Linked DNA regions of Mus musculus: regions 2 and 3 are each linked to region 1. A link is a contact called in public promoter capture Hi-C data. All regions are on one chromosome and are shown on one strand. The core of a region is the stretch at or near the end of the contact, and the rest is flanking DNA. Distances in the headings are between cores, read along the strand shown.

The links. Promoter capture Hi-C pulls out the DNA fragments that hold promoters and counts their contacts.
Region 2: a contact with region 1 is called in a promoter capture Hi-C map of hippocampal neurons, with 4 times the contacts expected there. The contact joins the enhancer-like site here to the promoter of Cadm1 in region 1. A contact is called at or near these places in 1 of 39 promoter capture datasets (hippocampal neurons), 1 of 484 Hi-C or Micro-C datasets (the N1E-115 cell line) and 6 of 115 datasets of contacts at active chromatin or transcription factors (embryonic forebrain, embryonic hindbrain, embryonic midbrain and 3 more).
Region 3: a promoter capture Hi-C map of hippocampal neurons shows a contact between it and region 1, with 6 times the contacts expected there. The contact joins the enhancer-like site here to the promoter of Cadm1 in region 1. A contact is called at or near these places in 2 of 39 promoter capture datasets (hippocampal neurons and neural stem cells), 1 of 484 Hi-C or Micro-C datasets (cortical neurons) and 5 of 115 datasets of contacts at active chromatin or transcription factors (VIP interneurons, embryonic forebrain, embryonic hindbrain and 2 more).

What each region holds. Positions count from the first base shown.
Region 1 is chr9:47,528,429-47,533,274 of GRCm38.p6, forward strand. It overlaps Cadm1 (cell adhesion molecule 1), which reads left to right and starts at 1,924. Exons shown (of 11, transcript NM_207675.2): 1 at 1,924-2,077. The coding sequence starts at 1,945.
Region 2 is chr9:48,109,153-48,113,998 of GRCm38.p6, forward strand. No RefSeq gene overlaps it. Among named protein-coding and RNA genes, the nearest start is that of Gm40518, 47 kb to the right of the region's middle. Within about 2 kb of position 2,544, at least 8 of the 459 cell types and tissues checked have an H3K27ac peak or open chromatin away from gene starts, as enhancers often do. A contact at or near this core is called in the N1E-115 cell line and hippocampal neurons, where this site is marked.
Region 3 is chr9:46,981,090-46,985,935 of GRCm38.p6, forward strand. No RefSeq gene overlaps it. Among named protein-coding and RNA genes, the nearest start is that of Gm4791, 15 kb to the right of the region's middle. Within about 2 kb of position 2,577, at least 3 of the 459 cell types and tissues checked have an H3K27ac peak or open chromatin away from gene starts, as enhancers often do. A contact at or near this core is called in hippocampal neurons, where this site is marked.

The DNA of each region.
Region 1 (4,846 bases), core at 674-3,173:
TCAGCTCAAGGTCTTTATAGTAGCAGTACTATAAAGAATAGTGAATATTGTTGAGTGTCCGGCTCTGTACTGTTGTGGCTGACATATAGGATCTGACTTTGCAGTCCGTCCTGTCCTGTTGTCAGAATAAACAGTCTCTGAGTTTTTCATTCTGATTTTGGTAGAAATCTGCTTTGTATCACGTCTAATCTAGGTAGTTTCACTTCTGGCTTTTGCAGACTGGGCATTATCCTGGCGGTCACATGGTGTTGGTTTTCTGCCTCGTATACTGTGATTTGCCTACTGGAGCTTTCTCCACTTCTGGAGGACTGCTTGCAGTTCGTGCATTGGGGCCTGTAATTACAGAGCAGAAGATCCAGGGATGTGGAGACAGGGCAGTTTCGAAAATTAGTTTATGCATAATGGATAATATGAGGCTGCTTTAATGTGTAACTCATTTGATGGGTTGGCCGATCTTAACTTCCTTTTGATATTTATTTATTTATTTTTAATTTATTTGCAACATGAGGACAGAGGGCTTGGTACAGCTCTTCTAGACTATAGTTCAGATTCAGCAATTTACATTCAGTAATCTCTTGGTCATTTAGCCACATATAATTTGTCATGGTTTGTTTTAGCTGTTGTGATATTGATATTTATTATGCAAATTGTATTTCCTACATCTTATTGTTCTGCATTCTATGAATACTTAAATTATTATAAACCTTTACACTTAATACGGCTCGTCCTTCAATTTGATGCTTGAGCAACAGAGGGTCAGAGCACACACGGTCTTCTAGAGGGAAAGAAAATAAGTAATTAAAAGGCAGACAAACAAGAGAGCCGGCTGCCTTGTTGAAAAGAAATCAAAGATAATTTCGGGGAGGGAGGAAGTGTGTCCAGAGATGCATGCAAGTCCCGTCAGCGGGAGAACCTCTCTGAGACACAACTAAAGTGAGGACCTGTTGGTCTCTAGATGCCTTAGAAAGGACTGGAAGCATAGGAGAGAAGGGAATTGAACCGAGCCCTGGAAGAGGAACTCGACTGACTCTATCACTGCCTCGGTTCCCTACATTCCCTTCCCCACGACCCTGACCGGTAGATTTTTTTTTTTTTTGCTTTTGTGTGCGTGTAATCTTAAATATTCCATATTACTTATATGCTATAATCTACTAAACATGGGAAGGACACTTCCAACAAGCTGGGAAGCCTGAGCACACCCACCTTGATTTACCTTTCCCCAGAATCTACAGCCAAACATCCACTTGAAAATCCCAGAACCCCGACTCCACAGCTTCAGTCTTCCAACTATCCCCTAGTCTGCCGCTAGGCTGTTGAGCGGGCTCTCCTGCTCCGCCGGACGTGCAAAGCACGCATGCACTTCTCTCAGATTGTTTTGTCAATCCGGGGACCTGCATTCGCACTCTCCACTCCCGGGTTTCCCAAAGATCTTATTCCTTCGTGCAAGGTGAGGGAAAGGAAATTTTGTAACGTATGACTTCGATAGGCCGATGCCCACGCAGTGCCCCGGCCCAGGAATCTCGCGGTCAGACTCTCCGACCAGGAGTCCGCCGCGGCGAGTGGCGTAAAGGTTCCTAGTAAAGGTGCACGAAAGCGAGAGACCCGCCTCCTGAAGCCGCAACCCCCTCCCCAGCCACCGAGCCGGACGCGGGCCAGTACAGGTTCTCCTCCTTCGGGGAAGCGAGGCCGAATTTTAACGTAAACATATTTGCATAGGCCCCGCCCCTCGGCCCCGCCCCTAGGTGGCGCGGGCGCGCGGCCGAACGCTAGCGCCAGGGGGCGGGGTGGGGGAGGGGGCTAGTTCTCGGAGAGCCGGGTTGGGCTCGAGGTGCCACGATTGGTCGCTCCTGACTCCGCCTCCAGCGCATCTCATTAGCATCTCATTAGCTGTCCGCTCGGGCTCGGGAGGCAGCCACCGCCGCCAGTCTGAGGCAGGTGCCCGACATGGCGAGTGCTGTGCTGCCGAGCGGATCCCAGTGTGCGGCGGCAGCGGCTGTGGCGGCGGCGGCGGCGCCTCCAGGGCTCCGGCTCCGGCTCCTGCTGTTGCTCCTTTCGGCCGCGGCACTGATCCCCACAGGTAGGTTGTGGGCACCCGCGGATTGGTCCCGAAAACCCCCCCGGGCACCCCCAGGAGCCGTAGCTATGGAAGGGGGGACGTTTCCATGACAACCTTCCCCCACTTCCTAAATCCAAAGCGGCGGGAGCGTGGCAAGGAAAGTCGGGGCTGCGATGGAAGGGGCCGAGGGGTCGGCGCCCCTTCTCTCCTATCCGCCGGCTGCGGATGGGCGCCCTCAGGGATGGCTGCACCCACACCTCTTCTTCCTGGCGTAGCGCGGGGTGCTGAGTGGAGTGGGCTCGGGGCCGGGGGCTAGCGCGTGGGGGGAAGGGGAGCCCTCGGAGGCGCCCCGAACCTTCCGGACCCTCCGAAACTCGCTCTCGTCCCTGGAACTTGCAGGTCCTCCTGTGTCCCTGGGCTAAGCTTTCGCCCCCTCCGTTCCAGCTCGCCCCCCCGATCGATTCTCCATTCCCCGAAGCTTTCTCCTTCGCGGGTCCCCAGGACATCCCCACCGTCGTGTCCTCTTCCCGGCTTGCCCGCGCTCTGCAGCCAGGTCCCCCGCCCGAGAGCTCTGCACGCCTCTCGTGTTTCCCTCCAGCCGAACGCTGCCCCTCGGCCCCCTCCGCTAGGCTGCGGGTCGGCTTGGCTGGAATCCAGGCAGGGAAAGTTCCCGGCTCGGGGGCGGCCGCTCGTCGCCGCCGCTGCAGGAGGGCTCTTGGAGCCCGCAGGTTGTCCGCGCCACCGAGGCCTCTGCCGCGAGTGGGGATCCGGGATTTCCCGGCTGCGCGTCCTTCGGGCAAGCGGCCCGCAGGTGGTGGCGGGGGCGTTCGCGGCCTCTGCGGCCCGGCGTGCGCCCTGCGGGCCTCGGGGCGCTCCCCGCGTGGCCGGCCGTCTTGAGAATCTGCCCGGGTGGCGGCGGCTCGGCGAGCGCCGCGCCTTCCCTGAAGACGCCGAGCGCTTGGCAGGAGCCCCGCGTGTGGCTGCCCCGGTGCGGGGCGCGTTGGCGCGGTCGCGAAAGAAGAGGGCAGTGTTTGCATTTGCTAACAAAAGGGAGCCGGAGCTCTTCCCCACCGGAGAGGCCGGCCGCGCTGCGACCGCCTTCCCGCCACCTCGCCGCTCTTGCCCGCCGCACGGTGTCCCCGTGCTGCTGTACCGCCTGCCGCTGCCTCCTGGCGACCGGCGGGACCGAGCTGCACCGGGCGGTGGCGAGAGGGCTTCTGCGCGAGGGGATGCGCTAGGGCTCTGTGCCTGCAAAACCCCTCGCAGCTCCGAGCTGCAGGACCTGGGAGCAACAAGTGGTGGAGGATGCTGCGAGCTCATCCCCCACCTGCGGAGCCCCCAGCCCGGGAGGATGCAGCGCTGGGCCAGCCAGCCTGCGGTTCCGGGGGCGCCTTTCTGCTTGGGTTGTGTCTTTTGTTTACACGCTAGAGGACACATAGTTATGTAAACACCGCAGGAGACGTGCTGTTGGGGGGTGGGTGGGGGTGCTTGGGAGTGCTAGCTTCGGATTTTAGGGGATGCCAGGTTGGTTGATTTGACACCCCCACCCCCATTATAAAATAGGCTTGCGGAGGAACTCGGCTTGAAGAACCAATTGAGGTTCTAAGGGTGGGATCCTGGCAGCACCTTCCATTCCAGCTTGAGAATTTTGTCTTCCATGCTACGTTCTGTCTCCGGATGTTTATATGTTTTTCTTCTGTGAATTCTTAATTTATGAGTTACAAGATAATTAGGTTTAACCGAAGCCGGTGTGGTTACAACTTAATTTCTGGTGATGCCACTGACTGGAAGGGTTCGATAGAGTGTTCCCGAAAGAGATCCCTCGTGCTGCATTGTAAAAAGCGCCAGTGTCAGTTAAACGTGAGCGTGAGTAAAGGCTGGGTAACTGGCGCATTACAGAGGCAACAATAGACTTGTATTGGCTGCAGAACCAAGGGTGGGGGAGGGAAGCGCTGGCCCGGGATATTGCTTTTCGACTAAAAATGGGAGCCATGCAATGCCACTAAACCAGCAGAGTAGGATTAGATTCTGCCTCCCTTGTCAAGCCTGCTCATTGAAGGCTCTGGGTAGTAACAACACTACTATATTTGTACTATCTCTGGATGAGAAGTTGCCTTCCCGACGAGGGATGTGTGCTGACTTAGGAACGGTCTGGAACTCAACCGTGCATGTCAAAGCTACAAGAAAATTCTGTTGCCAGTTACCATGGAAGCAGCTTCTTGCTCTTGTGTACATCCCTGTTTGTTCGCCGCTTATCAGATTGTGTTCAAATTAGAAAGTAATTGGGCTTGATTTGTAGCGAGGGAATGAGATGACTTTCTTTAATGTCGTGAGTGTGGTGTGTGTGTATGTATGTTTATATGTGTGTGTATATGTATGTATGCACGCATGGATGTATGTATGTATACAGTTTGAGAGAGAGTCTTAGCAAAGCCCTAGATTCCAAACCACAGGGATCAATTTCAGGTGGACTCCTTAGGACTTCTTTCCCTCAGATGTTAAGTTAAAGCTTTCTCAGGGAAAGCTTTCTCTGCTTCTCATTCCTTGCCTTTAAAGAAACCTGTTGGTGCTACCTTCTAACTTCATTACGTTTGTTTCATTCGAATCCTTGCTGAGCGAGCCAAGTCCCGCTATTGTGTATTGGGTTCCTGGTTCTGTTTGCCTTTGTAACTGAATTCTTTCTCCCTGTTCCCCATCCCTCACCCCCATCTCAGAGAAAATCTACTCCCATCTCTCCTGTGGTGTTTGGATGAAACAGACCTGTATGAAGTGCATCCAAAATAGGATTGC
Region 2 (4,846 bases), core at 1,294-3,793, 580 kb after region 1:
AGGGCTGGAGGAAATGGGCCACCGCATCATCTTGCCAGATGCGGTTGCTGCCTTCCTCGGAGGCTTCTGCTTAGCAGCCTGGGGGTGGGGTGGGGGTGGAAGCTGGCTCTCTCTGGCTCTCCTTGCTCAGGGGTTCTGGCTCAGCTGTGGGGGCAGATCTCTGGTGGTCTCAACATAAGTGCCCCAGAGACTTCCCTGGCAGGCCTTACTTAGAGACATCCAATCCTGTCCTTTCCCTCCTTTCGAGAGAGGTACGCCAGGGATGGAAGAAAGCCTGGGGAGGGGTGGGGTCTTGCCTAGTCTCTAGCAAATGCTAATTAACCATCAGCAGCCTCCAGGCCTTTCTGATTACCTGGGTGAGCAGGAGTGAAGAATGCCCAGGTGAGGTGCAGCTGACAGCCCCTGGGAATGGGAGCTGAGCTGTTAGGTGGATTCTCCATCACCCAGCCACACTCAGGCACTGGCGACAGGCACCTGTGTCTAGGCAATCAAAACATCTGTCTACCCGCAGCCTCACTCCAGGTCTGTATTTACCATGATTACAACATCAGACTGCCTTACAACATCAGACTGCCTAGTTTTCATGTGTATAGCCCTCCTGGGGCCAGGGGCTCTCAGCAAATGTGCAGTCAGGTAAAGGAAAGTCTATTTGTCCTGCTCTGCGGGTGGCTAAGTCCCTTGACCTCTGCCGTGAGTCTTACTGAGTCACTGCCTCTGAGACATGCAGACCAACGTGTAAATGGCAGGACAGAGGGTGGAATTCTTCAGTTTAGTGTAACACATGGAATTAGATGTTTCCTTTCAAATGAGAAGAATAAGGTGTCTCTTGGGATTATGGTGCCTTCTTTAATAATAATAATAATAATAATAATAATAATAATAATAATAATAATATAACCCACATCTGTCTACAGCTACTGTTCCAGAGGATACAATACCCTCTTCTTGCCTCTATGGGCACTGTATGCATAAAGTGCACAGACACACATGCAGACAAGCACTCAAACACATAAAAAATAAAAATAAATAAAGTCTCTCAAAAATACTTTTTAAAAAAAAATCCCCCATGTCTGTCTAGTCTACAGAAGCCTAGAGATTCATGTCAAGGCCACCAAACATTGTCTGGATTTATCCCTTTCCTCATGATCTCCAACCAGGCAAGTTCTATTGTGAGAGGTTTTTGTGACATAGGTAAGTGTCTCGGGGTGGCAGGTCTGCTTCCTTGAGTCCTGAAAGCGCGCTCAATGGCCCAGGAACCATGGTTAGATGTCAGCTCTATTCATTCAGTCATGGTCAAGATCACGACTGACCTCAGGTGGACTGTGGCCTCATCTGATTCTCCAAGCTAGTTTCATGATGCTGCCTGTGATGTTTCAGGGCTTCTTCCAGTGGAACTGTGGGGTCATAAGAGGAGGGAAATATCTAATAAACTCACCTATCCCTTTGTGACAAGGGAGACCCACTGGGGGGATGTGTGTTTTTGATGACTAGGCTGGTTCTTGAAAAATTAAAACTTGTATCCATAACTACTGAGTCCAGAGTTCATGCTCTGCACATTTATTCTGAGCTAGCATTCTCTCTCTCTCTCTCTCTCTCTCTCTCTCTCTGTGTGTGTGTGTGTGTGTGTGTGTGTGTGTGTGTGTGTGTGTGTGATCTGAAGAATGAATGGGGCTGGTGAGATGGCTCATCAGTTAAAGGCACTGGTTGTTCTTCCAGAGGTCCTGAGTTCCATTCCCAGCAACCATGTGGTGGCTCACAACCATATACAAAGGGATCTGATGCCCTCTTCTGGCATGTAGATGAACATACAGACAGAGAAAGCCTACCTTAAAAAATACATTAAAAGAAGAAGAAGAAGAGGAGGCAGAAGGAAGAAGAGGAGGAGGAACACAATCTCAGGAACGTCCAGAAAGATAAAACTGGCTCAAGGTCATCGTACACCAGGACAGTAGACGGATGGACCCTTTAATCTATTGACTTTAGGCCAACCCTGTTGCTATTCAGCCTGTGGCTTACTTTGACTATCCTCCTCGCACCCACCAAAATACACATACACACACACACACACACACACACACACACACACACACCTCTCATCTCCTTTGTACATCTTCTCATAACCTCTCTTCTAGCACAGAAGGCTCCAAGCCACACACTGAGAATAAGTACCCACCACCCATCAGCAGAAAGAAACTCTCAGCTGCCTGTCCACCCAGTCGGGATTGCTGGCATTGTGGCCCGGGAAAACTGTCTGCTTCGGAGATGGGAATCTGGAGATGAGGAATAATAATAAATTGAGAGTGGAACAGGACTGAGCAGTGCACACACCTCCCCATCTGCTCTGGTACAGGCTGCTGGATTTGCCTTAGATTAGGTCTCTGTTTCTGATCTGACAACAGATGCCAGAGCCATAAATAACTGTGTGTTTTTCCCTTGAACTTTCGCTGCCATCTCCTGATGCCTGGTGTCACATTGCATTCTGGGGAGAGGTGCAGTGGAGCATGCCACCATCTCCTTGGCCTCACTCCGTCCCTCTTCCCGAGTGTGCCACCCCCATCATGTCCAAGAGCAAGCTGTTGGCTGTGGTGAGGGTTCCTGTGGAGTGCACTGACTGGGGACTGGGAGCCTTGGCCTCTCTCCCCAGTCATCCCGCTTGACCCCAGCTTCTTAGAGGGAGTCTGAAGTTGTTGATTTGTCTGCACAGGCAGGGAGCGCCTGTGTGAGGTCACAGGCAAGGCAGATCTCTGACCAGGCATTGAGGAGGGCAAAGGAGCTGAAATGAAGGTTCTTCAAGCTGGCAGCCTAGTCCTGGAACCAACCCCCCCCCCAGGCAATAGATGGCCACACTTGGCATTGAGGCTTTTCCCAAGAAATGACAGTAATATATAAGGAAGTGTCTCCTCCAGCTCAGCAGGGTGTCAGTAAGCAATTAGCTCCTATCCTAATGGTGCCTCTTCCCAGCCCTGCCTCCCTCTCTGACTTTTTCTAACTGCATTAGGCTCACTTAGAAACTCAGAGTTACCCTTGGTACAGACCAGAGTGGGACATTCTCATTCTATGATGAAGAAACGCTAAAGCCGAGCTTTCTCATCTTGTCTTAGTGATGGTGAAAAATGGAGAGCAAGATAACAGGTCCAGATGTTGGCCAAAGTTCAGCATCCAGGACCCACTCCACTTCCCGAGCTGACTCCGTGCTTTGAGTCTCCCCCTCCCCCCTCTATCCTCCTTCTCCTCTCTTTGCACCCCCTTCTCTCTCTCTTTTTGCTCAATGTCATGCCTCCCTTACTTTTCCAATTCCCCTATCACTCCCATCTCCTTCTTCTTCTTCATCAGACCACCTGCCGTCCCTACAGGTGCTGTCCTGAAACTCCCTCTCCCTCCCTCCTCCACCCCCTCTACGTCCTCCCTCCCTCTCTTCTCAGTGTTTGGGCACTTGCCTCTGCTTCTTCCTTTTCTTTCTGTGGATTTCCTGAGCCTTCAAAGGGCTCACCCTGGCGTCTTCCTCCTTGCTTTCTTCTCGGACTTTCTCTTTATGGTTCTGGATCTTCTGCTGCCTCACTCATTTCTACCTCCCCATACTTTTTACTTTCCTCTTGTCCTGTTTCATGGCCCTCTCCCTTCCCTGGCTTTCTCCATTCTGTCTCTCTTCTGCTGATTGTATCTGCTCCTTATGCATCCCTACAGCCAAGTAAGTATCCCTTGCTCCGGTGGATGCCCAGCTCTCGCCTTCTTCCAGAGGAGTGGTGCTTTCTTGCCTTTAGCATCTTAGTTTCTCCCTTGTTCCTCGTCCAGCACTGCCCATCTGCGCAGAGGGTTGGCACCTACTGTCTCTGCAGCGAGCTGGATGTGAGCTACTCACTTGAGGGAAGGTATGACTGAGTCCAAGGTACAGTAAACTAGTGGAGAGCCAGAAGGAGTAATGCAAGGGAAAGCAATGAGGAAGTATTCCTGTGGAAGACTCAAGGAGAGGAGACTAAAATGGAACTCAGTCAAGTCTTCAGGTCTGAAGAGGCAGCAAAAGGCGCTGGAGAGAACGAAGTGCGCGCAGGTATTTTTCATCTTTCTCACGAAGTGTAAAACAAAGAACAAAAGGTTAAGCTGGAGCCTTGGAGAAGGATCTGACCAGGAAATTTAAGAGCATCTGGACGCCCGAACCCAGGAGGCCTTGGAGCTACTCTAAGACAGTTTTGGAAACAGGTTCACTTATACCAATGGCATGATTTGTTTTAGTGTTGTCCTTCCTTGTGACGGATAATGAAGCCCCTCTCCCCTCTTAGCTCAGACTTCTTACTTTCCCCTCACCACAGCAACATTCCGACTCTGCACTTGCAACTGCAGATGCCTCATTAGCCCCTGTAAATAGCAATGTAGCCAAGCTATGTGAGCCATCACAGACGTGATTTGTCATCTCAATGCTTATCTGACACAGCCACTCCCGTCTCAACGCCATGTTTTGTCTCACTCTTCCCCAGTTCCAGCAACCTCCTCATTCCTCTCTTGGCACCCCAGTGACTTAAATGCCCTGAGGAACTTGGGGTGCTGCAGCCTGAATCTCACATACTCATTCAGATGTGTCACCCCATCTCATCTACTTTGGACATTTCCTGCCTCCCTCTCTCTGCTCACACTTTGCTCCAGGAGACACTGACCAGTCAGCATGACAGAAAGTAAGACCTTGAGCAGGTGGCCAGCCAAGGCCACTCTGTGTTCCCAAGCTTTGAGACAGAGTCGTCAAGGTCTGAAGACTGCCAAAGGGCATCTCATTGAGTGAGACATGCATTTTTAATAAACTATATTTGACTTCCATGATGGGCAAGTTATTAAGTCGTTTGACAGCCAATGGCAC
Region 3 (4,846 bases), core at 1,327-3,826, 550 kb before region 1:
AGACATTTGTTGGACATAACTCTCTCTATGGAACACTGATCAGCTCTTTGGACAGTTTCATAGTTCCAGAAACCCATTTATTTGCTATGTCCCCCTGACCCCCTGCCATGCCGTTTCTGGCATGGTGTGCTGCCCACAGTAGGTGCTCAATCAATGCCATGGGCTGATTGGTAAGTGGCATGAGCTGTTTTGACTTCTCACCAGGCGTGGAGCCTCTAACCCTGGGTGAGTGGATGGGGCTATTGGGAAGGCTAAATTAATTGATTTCCTATTGGCTGGGACTACAGATCTCTGTCCAATAGCCCTAAAATCTACAACTCCCTCAGTTGAAGAAAAATTTGAAATCCCATCTGGGTCTTACCTAAGGAGCCTAAATTCCTATGTCATCGAGATCAGGTCAGAGTTCTCTTCTCTCTTTCCTTGATACCTGAGGGTCATCTAGTGACTCTTTCATTTTTCTGTACTCTCTCTCCATGGAAATGTTTTGAGAATCAGTCTGATAGGGGAGACTGCAAGCGTAATACAGGTGTGAGCAATATAGACTCAGGCTTAGTATCCCTCACCAAAATTCTTAGAACTTAAAGCATTTGGATTTCTACTTTTTTTCCTTGAATGTTTCCATGTATATTTTGAGATAGCTTAGAAATGGAGCCCAAGTCTAAACATGAAATTTGTCTCCATCTCATGAATACCCTATACGCGTAAGCTGAAGGTAATTTTACACAACATTTTGGGAATGCCTGCATTTCCATCTGTTACCTGTCACACGAGGTTGGTTGTGGAATTTTCTACTTGTGTCATTGTGTTGAAAACTTTCAGGTATTAGCCCATTTTAGGCAGAAAATTTCTGGCAAGGTGTCTTCAATCTGCAATACCCTTAGACTATTAGTGTAGAATTCAGCTGAACTTGAACTTGGACCTGATGACATCACTATCCAGTTCTACCCATACTGCGTTTGAGAATTGTTAGAGCCAAACAGAAAGTGTAGAGATTCCGTACCATGAAACTACCAGGACGGGTATCACTTTATGGTGGTAAGTGGTCTAGCCCCCAACCTGGAGACACAAAGGGTCAAAAGTTTCTCAGCTGCTAAAACCCAGGTTGGATCACTGTGCTTGGTCCCCAACACGGTCCATCTCAACTCCCTAGGGTCTGAATATGCAAATCATGGCTCAGCAGGTGCCAAGCAAGGATTAAGAAGCTACAATGGAAGAAGCAACTAGGCAATGTTAACTCTGCTGGTCCCTGAGCAAACTAGTGATTTGTGGGTAGCATTCATTATTTGTGGGTAGCATTCCTGATGTGGCCCTACTGTACCCAGCTCAAGAGGCACACACAGTGTGAGACAGGAACAAAGCTCTGGTGGTCCATCTATGTCTCTGGCCTTTAGAGCATATGGGTTAAAGGAGGGAATGTGGGGGGAAAGTTTTTTGTCTATGGCCCCATACCCTGAACAAAGATGTTCTCTGGACTGCAGAGTTCAGTGAGCATTAGAAGTCTGCACTCTTCCCTGGCTAGGCCACACTAGAGTGGCTCCAGAGTGGACCAGCTGCAAAGTGATCAGGCTTCTTACTATTCTGATTCTGTTCTGTCATCATTTAAAATTTATGTTGTTTGTTTCAACTTGAGACATAAACATAGAAGACTGTATGTATTGATGGGGTGCAATGTGATGCTTTTCTGTAATTATTTAGAAAACTTAATTTATAGATTACATACACTGCTTGAATTTGGCTACCTATATCCATCCCCTCAAACACTTATTTTTAAAACCTTGAACATCCTCTTCTCCCCCCTAGATTTTATATATAGTTATTTTCTAGCCACTGTAAACCAGCAAAATGTTTCTGAGATGGAATCCTTACCCAATGCCTACACACACACCGCTCCTCTTACTGAAGCCCATGCATGTCCTTGTTTGTTGCTTTCTAGAGGTGGCAATGACATACACATTGAGGCCAATTAAATATCCGAAGGTGACTCAGTCCATAGAGACAGGTCAGATTCATCTGGATCTCAGCTTCTAAATCCTACCTGTTTCCAAGACACCATGTAAGTATAAATGCCAACGAGGCAGAAAGGGCCCAGTGGCTATCAGCACTCAGGGGAAGAACCTGTCACCCCTCTGGGAGGAGAAAAGAAACAAAGAGTCAGCCCTATCTCTCCTTCCCACTCCACAACAGGCTACCTGGTGCAGGCAGGTGTGGTCACAGCAGCTAATCAATTATTTAGAAAACTGACATTTTTGGGTATGTGTACGCATGTGTTCACTTAGAACACGTTAAAATATCCTAGTTGCTTTTTAATATTTGTAGAGTGCAGTTAGACTCAGGGACTTTGGCATGAGTAACCTCAGACTCATGTGCCAATCAAATGGATCCTTGAACTTCTCAAGTGCTTAAAGTGTACACACTTTAACTTGAGAAATTACCAGGTTTGTCTAAAGAAAAAAAAATTCAAACATAAAACACGAAGCTCATTTGAAGGGAAAAATTCTCCAGTGGAGTGAACCCAGCCTGTCATAGAAAAGTTAAACCAGGCATAAAGGGAAATGTCAGCTGTGTGGGAGAACCAGCTGTCTCTCTTGCTCGTTTTTATAAAAAAATATTTTTATAAGCTAGATCAGATTATGGGAGAATATATGAATGTCTGAGCCTGGGCATCAGGAGGGACCTTACTCCCTCAAGGGCTGCTCAGCTCTCTCTGGGAGTACTCAGGATTTTTTTTTAAGAACTCTAAATAAAGTAGTCTAGAGTGACACATTTATAAGCAGTGAAGAATTACTCAAATAAGAGACACCGTCAGCTGTTTATTTTAAAAGCTTTTTGCTAAAGGAGGAGGGGGAAAATAAAATCTCTTTTCTTCATGTTCTTCCAACAGGGTGGCAAGTGTATTCCTTGCAGGCCTCTAATCTTCCTTAACAGCCTGTCTTAGAACCCGAGGGTGATTTCTGCCTGCACCCCCGTTCTCCATCTCTAGCTGAATTATCTGTCCACCTTCTAAAAAGAAGAAAAGGCAAATGAGTCTCCGGGCTCGTGAGACTGTGTTGGAAACGCAAGATGCAGTGTTTGGAGGGTACAAAAGGGATTGTAATGGAATTCCAGAAGTGGTACCCAACCAGAAAACAAAGTGTGAGAGGGATGGAAGGATGCAGGAGGAAGGAAAGAGATACAGAACAACAGAGAGAGTATTCGTTAGTTTTCTTGTTGCTTTGAGAAAAATATCTGACCAAGTTAGAGAATGACAGGGTTCCTTTGGGTTCCTACTGTGAGTGTGCACTCTACCAGGGTGGGGGAAGGCACATCAACATGAATGTGAGGCAGCTGGTCACACTGCATTTGCAATGAGGAAGTGGTGTGAAATTAATGCTGGTCCTCACCTAACTTTCCTCCTACTTCATCTCTGCCCCCAACCCACTGGGTCTTCTCTCCTTGGTTAAAAGATGTGTTTCCAAGGTGACTCCAAGTCCAGTAAAGTTGACATTCAAGTCTGACCATCACAGGAGCGTGCTTTAGGGTTGATCATGAGTTTTCATATAGCCATGTGTCTTGGTCACCATTTGGTACTGGCCCAGCCCCCATTAATCTCTTTGCTACTTAGTAATAACAAACTGGCAGAGCCGCTCCACCATGTCTCCCTGCTCTTTCCTGTTGGGTCTGAGCTCTGTCTCTAGTGTTTACTCACTTTGCAGAATAGCCCTGGATCCCATCTAAGATATGGGTTGTTTGAGAGCATATTCAGGACCAGGATGACAGGATGATACCAGGTTCATTTTGACACTTCCTAATGCTTGCTTCAGAATACGTGAACAATGGAAAGGCTCATGAAATGTCCTATCCTAGTTACACACTACTCCAAGCATTGTGTACGTGTTAGTTCAAATCCCCAGAACACCCCCAATAAGGATTCTATAGTGGCCCACATTTTAGAGATGAGTTATCTGAAGTCCAGGAGTTGAATGTTGTCCAAGGTTATCTAGCTTGGGTAGAGGGGAACTGAGAATTAAACTCAGGTGTCAGGAAGCATTACATACAACCATGACACTAATTTCCTCTGAAAACTCAACCACTACTTACTTTTCTAATTGAACAATTAAGTCAGAACTTTTACTATATTTCAGAGTCAAAATATAAGATGCTGCTGTCTTTTGTTTTTGCTGTTGCTGTTGTTTTTGTAGTTGTTGCTGTGTTGCTGTTTCTGTTGTAATTGCTGCTGCTGTTGCTGTTATTATTATTGCTGTTGTTCTGTTGTTCTTGCTGAAGCTGTTGGTGGTGTGGCTGTTGTTGCCGTTACTGTTGCAGTTGTTGTTGTTGCTATTGCTGTTGCTGCTGCTGCTGCTGTTATTGTAGTTGTTGTTGCTGCTGTTATTTTTCTGGATGCTGTGGCATGTCATCCTCCCCTGTCCACCTAAAGTGCACAACATCAGCATTTCATGTCACTCAGACATGCAGTCCGAATAGTCCAGGAAAGAGGAGAGTTCTAATTCCTTTGCTTGGCAGATTTACAAGGTCATTATTTAGGGAAAATGGGTGATAGTGTACCCTTCCAATCATAGCGCTGGCATGAAACCACTCATGACGCTGACAATGATAACCACATTATAAGGACACAGTGATTACTGTAAATGTAAGAGCTGGTGTCTCCAGCCCTACTTTCCCATGAAGCCTGTTCCTCACACTAGGGCTTCAAGTCCAGAGATCACCAGCTCAGCACCACACAATCTTGGAGTATAGGAAATGCTCTGTGCACTCTCCTCTGCTTAATCTATATAAAGAATTCATTTGCAAGGACAGGCAGAGATGGCAGAACAACTTTGTGACAAGTCTTTCCCTCTGGTCCAGCCAT